3 separate regions of the Mus musculus genome follow, and all the other regions are linked to region 3. A link is a contact called in public HiCAR-type and HiChIP or PLAC-seq data. All regions are on one chromosome and are shown on one strand. The core of a region is the stretch at or near the end of the contact, and the rest is flanking DNA. Distances in the headings are between cores, read along the strand shown.

Region 1 (4,844 bases), core at 2,139-4,638, 2.2 Mb after region 3:
CTTCATCTGAGATCCAACTCAGGTTGTCTGGGTTAGCACCAGGCACCTCCACCACCTGCGCCATCTTGCCAGCCTTCACTTGTTTTGAATCTTTCTTAAGAGCAGGAAAGTGTGTGTCCTCCTGGGTTTAATGTGCATTTCTCACATGACTAAGACTGTCAGACACCTTTGCAAGTGCATATCATTTTTTTGTCTTCATTTCTTTTTCAGTGTCTGCTCAAAACATTTAGCTGTTCATGCTCGATATCTTTTTATGTTGAGAGAAATGATATTTATAAGCACCTTTCATGAACTAAGCAATAGATGTTTACTAACATTCTAAGCAGGTTTAAAATGGAATCTTTTATGTGTTTTGCCAAAGGGAAATAGAATGACTGAACACAGGGAGGGGAAGAGGACCAAATCTTTCATGTGAAATACCATTTAACTTTAAAACCATATCCATGTAATTTTATGTCAAAGTATTTAAAGATGGGGCTTGTGTTTCCCTCATTGAATAAGGGCAGAATTCACGTTTAGAAAGACAAAGAAAATTCACATCACTCATTCACTTAAACCTGGAATTCCATGAGGAGTGAGACCAGCAGAGTGCATGCCAAGATAGAGTCTTCTTTGTCTACTTCTGAATCTGGCAGTGGATACGATCAGAAATATAGACCCACAGGGAAGCCTGATTTTGAATTTGCTCCTGGGAACTAGAAGGCAGCACTGTGTGGGGCGATCAACCTATATTCTTGAACTAGGGCCCTGGGTTCAGGGTTCTGAGGAGAGCTTGCTTTCAGCTGCAGCCTGTTCTGCTAAGTGTGTGTGGCCTCTGATGCCCCCCACCCCAAGTCATACTTAATTTATTACATTGCTCTCCTACCTCCCAGTTTGAACTCAGAACCTCAAGCATGCCAGGAAACATCTCTCCCACCTGTTTCCCCAACCCAGACTGATCTTGAGTTGTAGCCCAGGCAGGTGACCCTCCTGCCTCAGACTTCTGATATTTGCTTATAGTGACAATCATGTACACCTGACTTCATGACTTATCAGTGTGTGGAGTAGTGGAGTATAGGCTTGTATTGGCCTGTGAGGTTGGGGCTGCTCACCGTGTGTGTGCATGCGCGCGCGTGTGCTTGGGGTTGATGTATGGTGTCTTCCTCTATCACCCTCTATCTTGCGTGGTTTTTTTTTTTTTGTTGTTGTTGTTTTGTTTTGTTTTGTTTTCCAGACAGGGTTTCTCTGTGTAGCCCTGGCTGTCCCAGAACTCACTCTGTAGACCAGACTGTCCTTGAAGTCAGAGATTTGCCTGTCTCTGCCTCCCAAGTGCTGGGATTAAAGGCGTACTCCACCCCTGCCCCGCCCTCTGCCTTGTGTTTGTTTGTTTGTTTGTTTGTTTGAGACAAGGCATCCTTTGTAGTCCTGGCTGTCTTGGAACTCACACTGTAGACCAGGCTGGCCTTGAATTCCCAGTGATCCTCCTGCCTCAGCTTCTCCAGGGCTGGGATTAAAGGTTTGTGTCACCCATACCCTGATTTCCACCTTGTTCTTAAGAGTCAGGCTCTCGCTTTTTGAGTTGTTGGCGGGCAAATGTTCCAGGCTGCGTGCAGTGCGGCGAAATATCCCCACCCACGGACTCTCGGTGCTAAAGTTTGCACAGCTGCCATGAGCTACATCAATCTACCCACCGTGCTGCCCAGCTCCCCCAGCAAGACCCGGGGGCAGATTCAGGTGATTTTCGGGCCCATGTTCTCAGGGAAAAGCACGGAGCTGATGAGAAGAGTCCGGCGCTTCCAGATCGCCCAGTACAAGTGCCTGGTCATCAAGTATGCCAAAGACACGCGCTATAGCAACAGCTTCTCCACACATGATCGGAACACCATTGACGCATTGCCAGCCTGCATGCTCCGCGATGTGACCCAGGAGTCCTTGAGTGTGGCCGTCATTGGCATCGATGAGGGGCAGTTTTTTCCTGACATTGTGGATTTCTGTGAAATGATGGCCAACGAGGGCAAGACAGTAATTGTGGCAGCACTGGATGGGACCTTCCAGAGGAAGGCTTTCGGCAGCATCTTGAACCTGGTGCCCCTGGCGGAGAGTGTGGTGAAGCTCACCGCTGTGTGCATGGAGTGCTTCCGAGAAGCTGCCTACACGAAGAGGCTGGGTCTGGAGAAAGAGGTGGAGGTGATTGGCGGAGCCGACAAGTATCACTCCGTGTGCCGCCTGTGCTACTTTAAGAAGTCTTCAGCCCAGGCTGCTGGGTCAGACAACAAAGAGAACTGTCTGGTGCTGGGGCAGCCGGGAGAGGCCTTGGCTGTCAAGAAGCTCTTTGCCTCTCAGCAAGTCCTACAATACAACTCTGCCAACTGAGGGGACCTGGGGCCTGCCAGCTCCTACCCAGGTTGGACTCTCAGAGAGCAGGGGGAGCGCGGGCCTATCATTCCTAATGGACACTGTGCCTTGAACGGGCTCATCCATCGTCCACTCGCTGAAGCCGTTTTCAGTTCCCTTCTTGATTGCCAAGATGCCTCAATGCAGGCTGGAGCCCAGACCCTGCCTGGTGGCTAGGGGTCCCGCGTTCAGCCAAAGGTGAGGACAGAGCTGTCCACCATTGTGACACTGGTGGGGCTAGTTTCTTCCTTGTTGGTGGCTGGGTTTCAGTCTCAGAGCCCCACCCTCACCAAGGCTCCAGGCCTCTCACAGCTCCCCCATTTATGCCTAAACATTCTCTCCTCAGAACCCCAGCTCTTAGTGAGCCACTTTTCTTGTGCAAAGTGAACAATATTAAAGTTTACTACTAATGAAAAAAAAAAAAGAGTCAGGCTCTCTCACTGGACCTGGAACTGATCTCAGCCATACTGGCTCATCAGCGACTCGGGGGAGTCGGGGAGGGGGGGGGCGGCGGGGAGATGTGTCTCCACCACGCAGGATGGTAGTTACCTCTCCATGGGATCCTAACTCAGATGTTCATGCTTTCATAACATGCCCTTTTCCTACTGACCAATCTTCTCAGCTCTCATAACTTATTTTCAAAACATAAATCCAGATTTCATTTGTGATCCATTGTTTTAGAGACTTTGTGGTAACTCTTAACATGCACCCTTTTAAAAAGCAGCCATCTGGGGGGATTGCAGGATATCTATGTGAATTTAGGGCCAGCTAGAAAATTTAGGCCCTAGGCCTATTTCCAATCGGGAACTTCGGAACTGGTGTAATACTATGTCTGCAGCAACTCTTTTTACTAAAAACTGTGAGTGGCAGGAGGCATCACACTCCCAACAAAGTTGAAGGAACCTTATGCGGTCCTATGCCGGGCAGGGTATGTGTGGGTGGGAACCTCTCGCCGCGCACGCGCACTCGCGCTTAGGGTGGCCGGCGCACGCGCACAGGTCTACTCCCCGCGAAATGGAGCGGGTGTTGGCGGACGCGCTTCTAACGCAGAGTCGGGAGCCCGGCGAGTTGCTGGGCGCGCTGTGCGGCGGGGAGGCGAGTGCGGAGCGGGCGGAGACCCTGCGCCTGGTGCTGCAGCGGCTGGAGGAGCGCGGCGCGGGCGCCGGCGCGCTGGCCAAGGCGGCACACGAGGTGGCCAGGGACCACCTGGTGCCCTTACTGCACGCGTCCCAGGGCGGAGGGCCTGCGAGGCCCCGCGTGCTCCGAGCGGCGAGTGCGGCGCTGCGCTCGTGCGCGCGCCTGGCAGGACCGGAGCTGGCAGTCACTCTGGCCGAAGAAGCGCTGCGCGAGCTGCCGAGCGCGCCAGCCGTGGAGCTGCTGGCCGCCGTGGCGCCGTGTTTACGCGCGCCGGAGGATGCCCCGCTGCTGCGTCGCCTGGGGCGCGCGTCTGTGGAGCTGGCGCTGGCCGGGGACGCGCCGCCGGCCGTGGGAGCGCGCCTGCTGCCCGCGCTGGCACAGAGCGCAGAACCGGCTCTGCGTGCGGCGTGGGACGCGCTGAGCTCCGCGGGACCGGGAGCTGAGGGCAGCACTGGGCCAGAACTGCTGGTGCTGAGCGCACTGGCCGAGAAGCTGCTGACCAACCATGAGCGCCACGGGGATCTCGACGCCCGTCTCTGCGGCCGCTTCTGGAGAACCGTCCAGGCGGGGCTGGGCCGCGCGCAGGACGGGCTCACGCGAAAGCGCGCGCGCTACCTGCTGCAGAGGGCTGTACAGGTGTCTGCAGAGCTGGCGGTGGACTGCTCCTGCAGCCCCCAGGACACAAAAGGTACCCACTTGTCTCTCTAAAAAACAAAATTGTGTGTGTGTGTGTGTGTGTGTGTGTGTGTGCGCGCGCGCGCGCGTGCCTGTGTAAGTTTATGTGCATCACGTGCGTATGCTTGGGAGGGCATCAAATCCCCTTGAGCTGGAGTTAAAGGCAATTGTGAACTACCTGATGTGTGTGTTGGGAGTCAAACTCCAGTCCTCTAGAAGAACATCAAGTGCTCTTAACCCCTGAACCATCTCTCCAGACTGGCACCTACTTATCTCTTTGCCCCAGCCACACTCTGCTACCTCAAACCAGCCTTCAAGGGGCGTCCACCTCATCCTGAGCGGATTTGACACTTGCATGTGGTACCCTACACCGGCCTCCTCCTGCACTTTGGGAAAAGTGGACCCAGTGAAGGTTAAGATATCGCACACGCGGTAGCATGCTCTGTGTAAAACCAAGCCTGCTCCACGCCTTTACATCCTGATAGAAAAAAAGTTGACATCCGTATCAAACTGAAAGAAGGGTGCTGTGTAACCCAAGTTAATGTTTGAAACTCGAGGTACGGAATCAAATATTAATCCCTTGACATTCCCTTTAGGAATATTAGGAGCAGGGTTAGTTAGTGCTTTCTAAACATAACCCTTAAGTCATCGTGTGTGCT
Region 2 (4,251 bases), core at 1,649-4,148, 2.3 Mb after region 3:
ATATTTGCCTAATATGCAGCTCTTATTCCAAAGGGGGAAAGGAAAATAAACAATGTATTTTTATAATAAACTTTTTATATAATGATTTTATGCTTTTTCTTAGAATAGATCCCTCACTTTAATTAAGGCAGTCCTTCATAGTTTGGATGATGAGATCTTTTGCTATTCCAACAATTTAGTAACTCTTGTTTACAGAGAACAAGTGCTGATACACACTGTGACTCAAGCTGCTTTTGTCCTGGAATCATTTCTGCAAGTCCAGAGGAGTAAATTCCACTTGTGTGAAAGTCCAGAAAGAGCCTAGGAATTTTCAGTCGACTGTGAAGACTGGAATCCTCCTGCTTCAAATTTTTCCTTGAATTTTAAGTAGTCTCTTCTTTTGTCAAAATATTTTATCTATGGAGATAAAAAGGCCTGACATTAGAGCAAGTTACACAGCTTAGGGAATCAAAAGCACAGATTTAAACGTAGCATGTTACTCATTATCAATGATACTGAAGCAGGATGGTAGTTTGTATTCTGGAATCCTGAGTCAGGAGTCTAGTCAGCTTCTAAGAAGCCTGAAGAACCAGGAGTCTATCCTTCATGACTAGTGTTTCTGTTTAGTGTCCAAACGACCTGGGAACTTATGAAACAGTTTTATGCACACTGGGGCCTAGTAGGTCAGGAAACTTTCAGTTTTACAGATGATTGCTGGCTATAGGTTCAGTGTGTCGAATAAGTTATTGCCCCTGGCATTTTTCTCAACTCTGTTTTATCTAGAAGCACACACATCTGGGGAGGCAGACAAATGACTAACTAGTCACATTATGAAGATTTGGGGTTTTTATTCACAGCTTCCTCTCTCTTCATGGGGTGTGATACTGACCCAGCACCTGTAGACAGGACAAATGCAGGACACCCCCTCCCCCCCAACATGTGCACTGTGAGACTAGAAAATGCTGCTCTTGTTAAAAGCCTTCAGTGTATGCCCTAATGGACCCCCCCCCCCCCCCGCCTTGTTCACTGAGAAATCGTGTTCTCTTGCATAACAGGCAGATTTGAATGGCGCACCCTCTGGCCCAGAGTATCAAAGGTAGCCCTGACTGCCAACCCAGGTGTAGGTTTCAAACAGTTTCTGAACACGATGTTCAATCTTTAACTTCATGGGAAACAGGACCCCAGTTCAGAGTGGGTAAGGAACTGTTTGTATACAGCTCCACTAAGCCTGTCACAACACTGCTTCCTCTGAAGCCTCATCCCTCCCCTTAAGTCCCTTTGGTTTGATGGCCTCTGTCCCTCTGTTGTATTTGACATGGTATTCATAAATCTGTTCAGTCTGTCTGTCAATCTTGAACTAACTGCACTAGAATGGGTGTTGCATAAAGGATATAAGATTAAAAAGCATATGATATCCCTCACATTTTGTGGCAAATTATTGTAACATCTGTCAGGATCAATGCCCCAAGAGACAATTACATTTAAAGGTAATTTAGGCATTCCATCCCAACTTAAATGGGGTGGGACAAGCCATACCTTCTACAGGACTGATTGATCAGAACGGGAGTGACTACGGAGAGGTTTGATTGCTGCCAGGTCTGTCTTTAGCTCTCTCTACTCTTAAGCTCTCTTAATCCCTTGCCCTCTTCTGTGACTGACATAACACCCTGGTGACAGGTGAAACCTTCTGTAATGTTTTAACAGACCACTGGCTTCCACCAACCAGAAGGCTTCCTTTGCTGTAACAAACTTACCTTTTGTTTCCACCGTTTGTTCTGTTCCATAAGACTGCATAAAACTTCTGCCAAATGGTATCTGGGGAAAACCTCATACTCTGTTCCTGAGCCAGTCACTCATATTTGGCTACAAAACAGACTAGCCCTTGAAGCGAGAGCAGTATTTTGGTGTTGACAACAGCTTGTCCAGAACTCAGCACCTCTTAGGGTGTTTCTCCTCCCGAACCTGTGGGTGCACCAGCCACCCTGAGCTGTGGTTCTCTTGTCCCTGCATAGCACATGCCCACATCTTTCTCATAGGACCGCTGTAGAGCAGAGTACACGTACACTTCAGGATCTTAGTTCGAATCCTCCACTACAGAGGCTGCTTCATCCTGGAGAAATGTTTCTCCTCTGATGCATGACTCCCGCGGCATAAATCTGGATGCAAGACCTCCCAAGGCTGAATTTAAAATCCCAGCGAATGAATCCAAGTGTCTCTCTCAGAACACATTCCCATGATCCTCCATCTCCTCCCCACCCTCTCATGCACGAGTGTCTTTGGACACACCTCTCAGTCTTTATAGGAGTCGACAGAGGCTGGGACAAGGCGAAGAGAGGGAAGAACTAATACTGAGTGAGCCAGACTGCTTAATATGACCAGGCTCTAGGGGAGGAGCTGTGAGAAAGGCTATGGACGCCTGCAGAAGTCACAGCGCTGTACCACCAGGTCCCTTCTCCAGAGTCTGGTAGCGCTGTCATTTTCTCCAGTAATACCAACTAACTGGTGACTTCCAACGCGTGACCTTGCTCCTCAAAACCCACCCTAAGGTGAGGGTGCGCGCAGGGATGTGTTGCACCCCGCGGGACTTACCCACTGCTGGGGGCAGCTGGCCTCGAACGAGCTCCTCAGCTTCTGGCACCGGGCCGCGTCCTCCGCGTTGTCGTCCAGGCAGCGCCAGTACAGGTCGCGCGCACCCCAGCATGCCTGCCTTTCCTTCATGGAAGGGGCTGCCATTCCTGCCTGCAGTGGTCACGCGGGAAGCCACGCAACATGCGACCGGGGCTCAGCCTACGTGGGAGAGCGGTGTGGACTGTGGTTCCCGCACGGCGGTGTCGCCCCGCAGGTCCACCGACTGCACAGGGAAACTCACTGCGAAAGTACCCGCCGCCGATTGACCTGCCCCGGCCTCCGTTTGCAAATAGAAGGGCGGGACTTCCGGCCGAGTCCGTTTCTCCGGCGGATAATTTCCGGCACCAGGGGCGTGGCCTATGGGCGGAAACTAATATCTGATTGGTACCGCCCTCTGTAGCTGCGGCTGCCCTGATTGGCTGAAGAGGGACCCGGAATTGGCGGAGGCGGCCGAGCCGGCACCAAGCTCCGTTCTCAGAGTGTGGTGAGAAGGGGATAGCTCGCCGGAGAGCGCCGACTCTGGGTGAGGGTGAAGCTGAGGTTGGCCATGCTAGAGGTTCCCTGTGCCTTTTATCAATGTCAGGTTATAAAAAGGTATCCGGGCGTGGTGGCACACGCCTTTAATCCCAGCACTTGCGGGGCAGAGGCAGGCAGATTTCTGAGTTCGAGGCCAGCCTGGTCTACAAAGTGAGTTCCAGGACAGCCAGGGCTACACAGAGAAACCCTGTCTCGTATATTTATCTCATTTTATCGATATGGCTGCAATTATGACTGTGCATAATGGTACATCAAGAGCAGACATGAATGAAATGGGAAATAAAAGCAGTGATGTTCGCAGCCAGCCACAGCTGTCTGTATATCTCTTCCCGACCGTCATAATCAAGAATTCATTGGAAACTGAAATAACAGTAGCAATTTCAGTAGTGAAGTTTAGCTCTGTAGATGACAAGAAAGTGAGGCTCTTATAAACAAATGAAGTTTAGCAAAGTGTACAGTTTCTAGAGAGATGGTGCTAGTAGAAATTTAAATTTGCACTGAAAATCCTTCTACAGACAAATTCCAGATAGTTCCTCCAGGAGGTTCCTCTCGACTTTTACTAATTAAATTCTACCTGTATTCTTGCTACTGTTAACTTGTACTAGTTACAGAACCTCCCCAACTCTGAAATAACAAACTCCTTGGAACTCATTGATTTATAAGAGAGAGGAAGAGGAGGGAGAGGGATAAAATGGTGTGATAATGCTTTATATGTCTCACTTAACTAAGAGGGTTTGCTGTAGAAGGATTAATGTACATGATTATGGGAGCCATCCAAGACTTTGTTGAAGGTGTTAGACATTATGCATTGTATGTTCCCCAGTGTCTTGCCAATATATTAAAAAAAAAAAAAAGTCCTATTCAAAACTCTGGTGGACCTGTATGAGAAAATATGATTTAGGGGTTGAAAATTAATTTTTAAAAATTTATTATTTTGTATGCATGGGGGTACTACATGCATGCAGCCTTGAAAAGGTTTTTTTTTAGCCCCACTCATCTACACAAACCCAAACAGCATCATGAAATGGACAGAAAAGACAAGTTGCAGTGCAGGCATTCACTATACCTACAAACCGTAAGACATAGAAACCCTTTCCTTCTCTAAAG
Region 3 (4,170 bases), core at 1,080-3,579:
TCAACTTTGTTGATTCTGTAATTTTCATGTACAATACTGAAGATTACAAACAACCTGGTGGGAGGGGGTAGGGGAAGACATGCTCTTCCAGAGGACCTGAGTTCTATTGCTAGTGCCCACATACCAGCTGACAGCCACTTGTGGGTACTGTTCCAGGAGATTTGACCCCTCTCTTCTGGCCTCCACTGGAGCGGCATACACACAGGGCAAACTTACAAGCAGGCAAATACGCACCCACATAAAATAAACAAATCAAAGCCTTAAAAAAAGGAAACAACCTCAAACAGTGAGATGGCTCAACACATGAAAATGCTTACCCAAGCTGGGCAACCTGAATTCAATCCCTGAAATCCACATGATAGTGGAAGAAAAGAAGAAACCTCACAAATGTATCCTCTAACCTCCACCTATGCTCGGCATACATTCCCACATGCAAATAATTATAAATTAAAATTAAAGAAACCATCTTAATACTGAACTTCATATCCTCAACAACAGATTCTTCAACTGCAGGCCTGTAAATTCAACAGATAAGCTAGAAACTGCTTTCTACTCACATAAAAACTAGAGTTCTAGTATCTTCTACTCTCCCCAAGTGCCTATATACAACATGCCAGTGTTTCATCCGTTTTCTATTTGTCATTCTATCATTTCTGATCATTAACCATGGTTGAATGAATCAAAATTCCTCATAAACTTGGATATCATATCATATATTAAGATTCTGATGTCAGTCCTTCCCTTCGGGCCTTGATGTCCATCAGTATGCAAGAGGTAACTCTAAACTAAAATTTCTTAGTCCATTCTACAGGTTATCTAGGATATGACCTACTGTAATGGCTGTGTGCGATTTAAAAAAGAAATCTAATCAGAATTCATCTAACATTTATTTCTGTCCTATGCAAGCAACAACCACCATTAAAAAATAAAAACCTTAAGTCATACTATCCTCTTCATACCCAAGTGGAATGGCATATCCAGGAGACTTTCCTAATACTACCAAAACATTCTGAGAAGTTTGTAGATTTTTTTTAACATAGCAAAAGCAATGAAAAGTAATTAATGTATATGAAGCATTGTTGTCTAAGTTGTGGTTTTACATTTCACTACCTACTGTGTCCTTTTCTTTTTTTTCTTTTCTTTTTTTTTCTTTTCTTTTTTTTTTTTTTTTTTTTTTTTTTTGAGGCATTGCCCTGGATTCCTCTTGCCATACATATACATACACACACACACACAAAATGCCTTCTTTATTTTACATTAGTTAGGTTACTTAAAGTTCAAATATAGGCTCTGGAGGTGAGCCCATGAACTCTCCAAATTACTTAAAACTCCTGCACCTCAGTTTCTTCCTTTGTAAAATGAGATAGGCAGTCCCAATACCACCATGGATCAGGATCAGGGTTCTGCAGTGAGGTCAGTACATGCTGGGAGTTTACATGCTGGGAGCTGGGTCTGACCCTCGTGTCACAAGAATTACTATAATTAGTGTAGGAACTCCTTTTCTCTTTTAAAGATGAGGAAACGGAAATAGGATAATTTATTACTAGTTATTACTAGGTTTCAAATTAAAAGTTCAAATTCACTGTGGCATTCGGGATCAGCGCGGTCATTAACCCAGCCTGTCACTAGGAGGCACGAGAAAGGGTAGGCAGCCACACTCCACGAGGCCCCGGGTGGGCACCGCCTCGCGGACCACGGGCGCTGCGGCCTGGTTCCCAGGGTCCCGCGCCGCGCTGGGGAAAGGCGCCCGCTGGGCACCGACGGACCGAACCCCTCTAAGGTCAGCGGCACCCAGATCCCTGTCGTACCCACCCTTGAACCCCGCCACGCCCCGGTGTGACAGACTGGGCTCGCGACCCTCCCTTAGGACAAGGCCGGGCGGGGCGGGGAGCTGCAGCCGAACGAGGCCGAGCGCCGCGGTCCCTAAAACCGGACTCCACCCGGCCCAGGCCGCAGAGACACGCCTGGTTAGCCCGAGTTGCCCGGAGCCCACGCCCGCACGTCCACACGCCCGCGGCCTTACCTTTTCGCAGCGTCCGCCCGACACGCGGGCGGCCCGGGCTCCGCCGCGTTCCGCCTCTCGGAGGGTCTCGGGTCGGTGTCGGCGGACCTCGGCCTTTCGGAGGGTCTCGGGCCGGCGTCGGCGGGCCTCGGCTTCTCGGTTGGTCTCGGGTGGCGTCGGCGGGCCTCGGCCGCTCCGCGGGTCTGGCGGCTCTTCAGCGAGTGGGCGGAGACTCGGCCCGCCTGTCCCTCAGGAAGCCGCCCCGCCCCGCCCCCGCCGCGAAGCTCTTTCTCCCGGGCTGCCCGGCTTTTCTCTCCCTCCGGAAACGCATTCCTCCGCGCCGCGTCAGCCGCGCCTGAAAAGGAGGGGGAGGCGGCAGGAAGAAGGAAGGTGGGGCAGGGTGCAGACAAAGGAGCTCGGTCGTTCGGCCCTTTCTGCCTGGGGTACCGCGCTGAACCACCGAGGGCGCCGGCCGCCCGGCTGGAAAGCCCAGCCGCAGTCTGTGTCCGGTCCCTGGGATCCCGAGCCAGACCTCTCTGTGGGCTGAGGGGACAAGAAGGATCGGGTGTTCTGCAGGCAGCCCTCGGACCCGCCCCGTCACCCTAAGATTGCAGACTCCCGCTCCACCCTTGCTGTGCCACCCTGCGCTCCTTGGCGCCGCATTTGCTCAATTTTCTATCTGGGTGGCCAAGCACAAAAAGGAAAAATGTTATGTTTGCGCACTTGCTTTCTCTTTTCTGGAAAAAGAATTGAAAAGTAGCCAGTCTCAAAATCTAAATGAGAAGCTTGAAACTTGGACTTGCCTCGTCATACTGAAAGCTGTGGGACAGCAGGTGCCATCAGCTTACCCGAAGAGTGTGGGCTGCCAGGAGGAGCAGGGCACCCAGCCGTAAAGACAGCTTTCATTGCCGGGTTTATGAACCCAAGAAATAGTGTTTCTGTTCTGGAAGAGTAAAACTGGGATGCCAAAAAAAAAAAAAAAGATTAATCACTATGGAAAAGTTATATGTTGCCCATGAGCAAATCAAATGTATTGTTTAACTAAAATTTTAATAAATGAGCATCGTTTTTCTAATTAGTAAATGACTGAACTTAAAAGGCTACGTCTGCATCGGCAGCCCAGCGGTAAAGCTCAGTGACGTTCGTTGCCTTTAAAGGTATTGATCTTACCACTTTGAGTTAAACCATTAGCCCAGTCTCTGCACAAGAAACAGCTTTATAAACATACTTTATCAATGCTTGGCCTGAACTGTGTGAGCTTTCATTCGTGTGACTTGAGGAGGGAACAATCTACCACAAGATCGACACACACACACACACACACACACACACACACACAAAATAGTGTTTGTGCTGCTCTCCCAGGACTCAACCTAAGCTGTCAGAGGAATACCAATTTACATGTACAAGTCATAAACTTTGAAGAAAATAGAAATTAATAAGTTCCATAATTGCTCAGAAATGTAGCTATACTTGAATTCATAAAAATGTTAAGAGATGGGCAGTTACTTAGCTATGTAAAATGCATGAACATTGTTCTAATTACTTGTCTCACTACTGGGGCACAATAACTGACAAAGCAACTTAATGAAAGAATTTATTTTAGCTCACAGTTACACGGTACAGTCCATCTCAACAAGAAAGTTGTAGTGGCAGAAGCATGAGGTCCAATTACACCCACAGCCATTTACCCTGTGCCTGGAGGATTGAAGTTCTACCTTGGCAGAAAATATAAGCTGCCTCTTGCTTTTTCAAAATGTAAGCCTTTCTCCACTGTAGCATTTACTGTGCTGTTGGTTATTCTCCCCAGCAATAGCTATTGCAGCTATTTAGTAACAACCCAAGGGTAGAAATAGAATTCTTTCCGTGAAAAAGAGTGAAGTATAGGAAACAATCAAGTAGGGGGCTGGAGAGAGGGCTCAGCAGTTAAGAGCACTGACTGCTCTTCTGAAGGTCCTAAGTTCAAATCCCAGCAACCACATGGTGGTTCACAACCATCCGTAATGAGATCCGATGCCCTCTTCTGGTGTCTGAAAATAGCTACAGTGTACTTACATATAATAATAAATAAATCTTAAAAAAAGAAACAGTCAAGTGGGCCATCAAAAGCCCCTGTCCTACATTTTTTTATCCCAGCACTTGGGAGGACTCAGAGGCAGGAGAATCTC

What was found. HiCAR-type assays count read pairs that join an accessible place to other places. HiChIP or PLAC-seq counts read pairs in DNA pulled down with a chosen protein or histone mark.
Region 1: an H3K27ac HiChIP or PLAC-seq map of cardiomyocytes shows a contact between it and region 3, with 7 times the contacts expected there. The contact joins the promoter of Tarbp1 here to the promoter of Itgb1 in region 3. A contact is called at or near these places in 2 of 39 promoter capture datasets (the C10 cell line and liver) and 3 of 115 datasets of contacts at active chromatin or transcription factors (bone marrow-derived macrophages, cardiomyocytes and large pre-B cells).
Region 2: a contact with region 3 is called in a HiCAR-type map of astrocytes, with 3 times the contacts expected there. The contact joins the promoter of Coa6 here to the promoter of Itgb1 in region 3. A contact is called at or near these places in 3 of 39 promoter capture datasets (cranial neural crest, embryonic stem cells and liver), 1 of 484 Hi-C or Micro-C datasets (uterus) and 2 of 115 datasets of contacts at active chromatin or transcription factors (astrocytes and embryonic stem cells).

Annotation. Positions count from the first base shown.
Region 1 is chr8:126,473,609-126,478,452 of GRCm38.p6, reverse strand. It overlaps Tarbp1 (TAR RNA binding protein 1), which reads left to right and starts at 3,388. Exons shown (of 30, transcript NM_001159907.1): 1 at 3,388-4,198. The coding sequence starts at 3,388. It also overlaps the pseudogene Gm6091.
Region 2 is chr8:126,421,148-126,425,398 of GRCm38.p6, reverse strand. It overlaps Coa6 (cytochrome c oxidase assembly factor 6), which reads right to left and starts at 2,898. Exons shown (of 2, transcript NM_174987.4): 1 at 2,569-2,898; 2 at 1-396. The coding sequence starts at 2,712. The coding sequence ends at 301. It overlaps Gm51604 (a long non-coding RNA gene), which reads left to right and starts at 3,029. Exons shown (of 2, transcript XR_003947620.1): 1 at 3,029-3,130. It also overlaps a transcript of Tarbp1 not described here.
Region 3 is chr8:128,683,813-128,687,982 of GRCm38.p6, reverse strand. Itgb1 (integrin beta 1 (fibronectin receptor beta)) reads right to left here and starts at 2,329. Exons shown (of 16, transcript NM_010578.2): 1 at 2,024-2,329.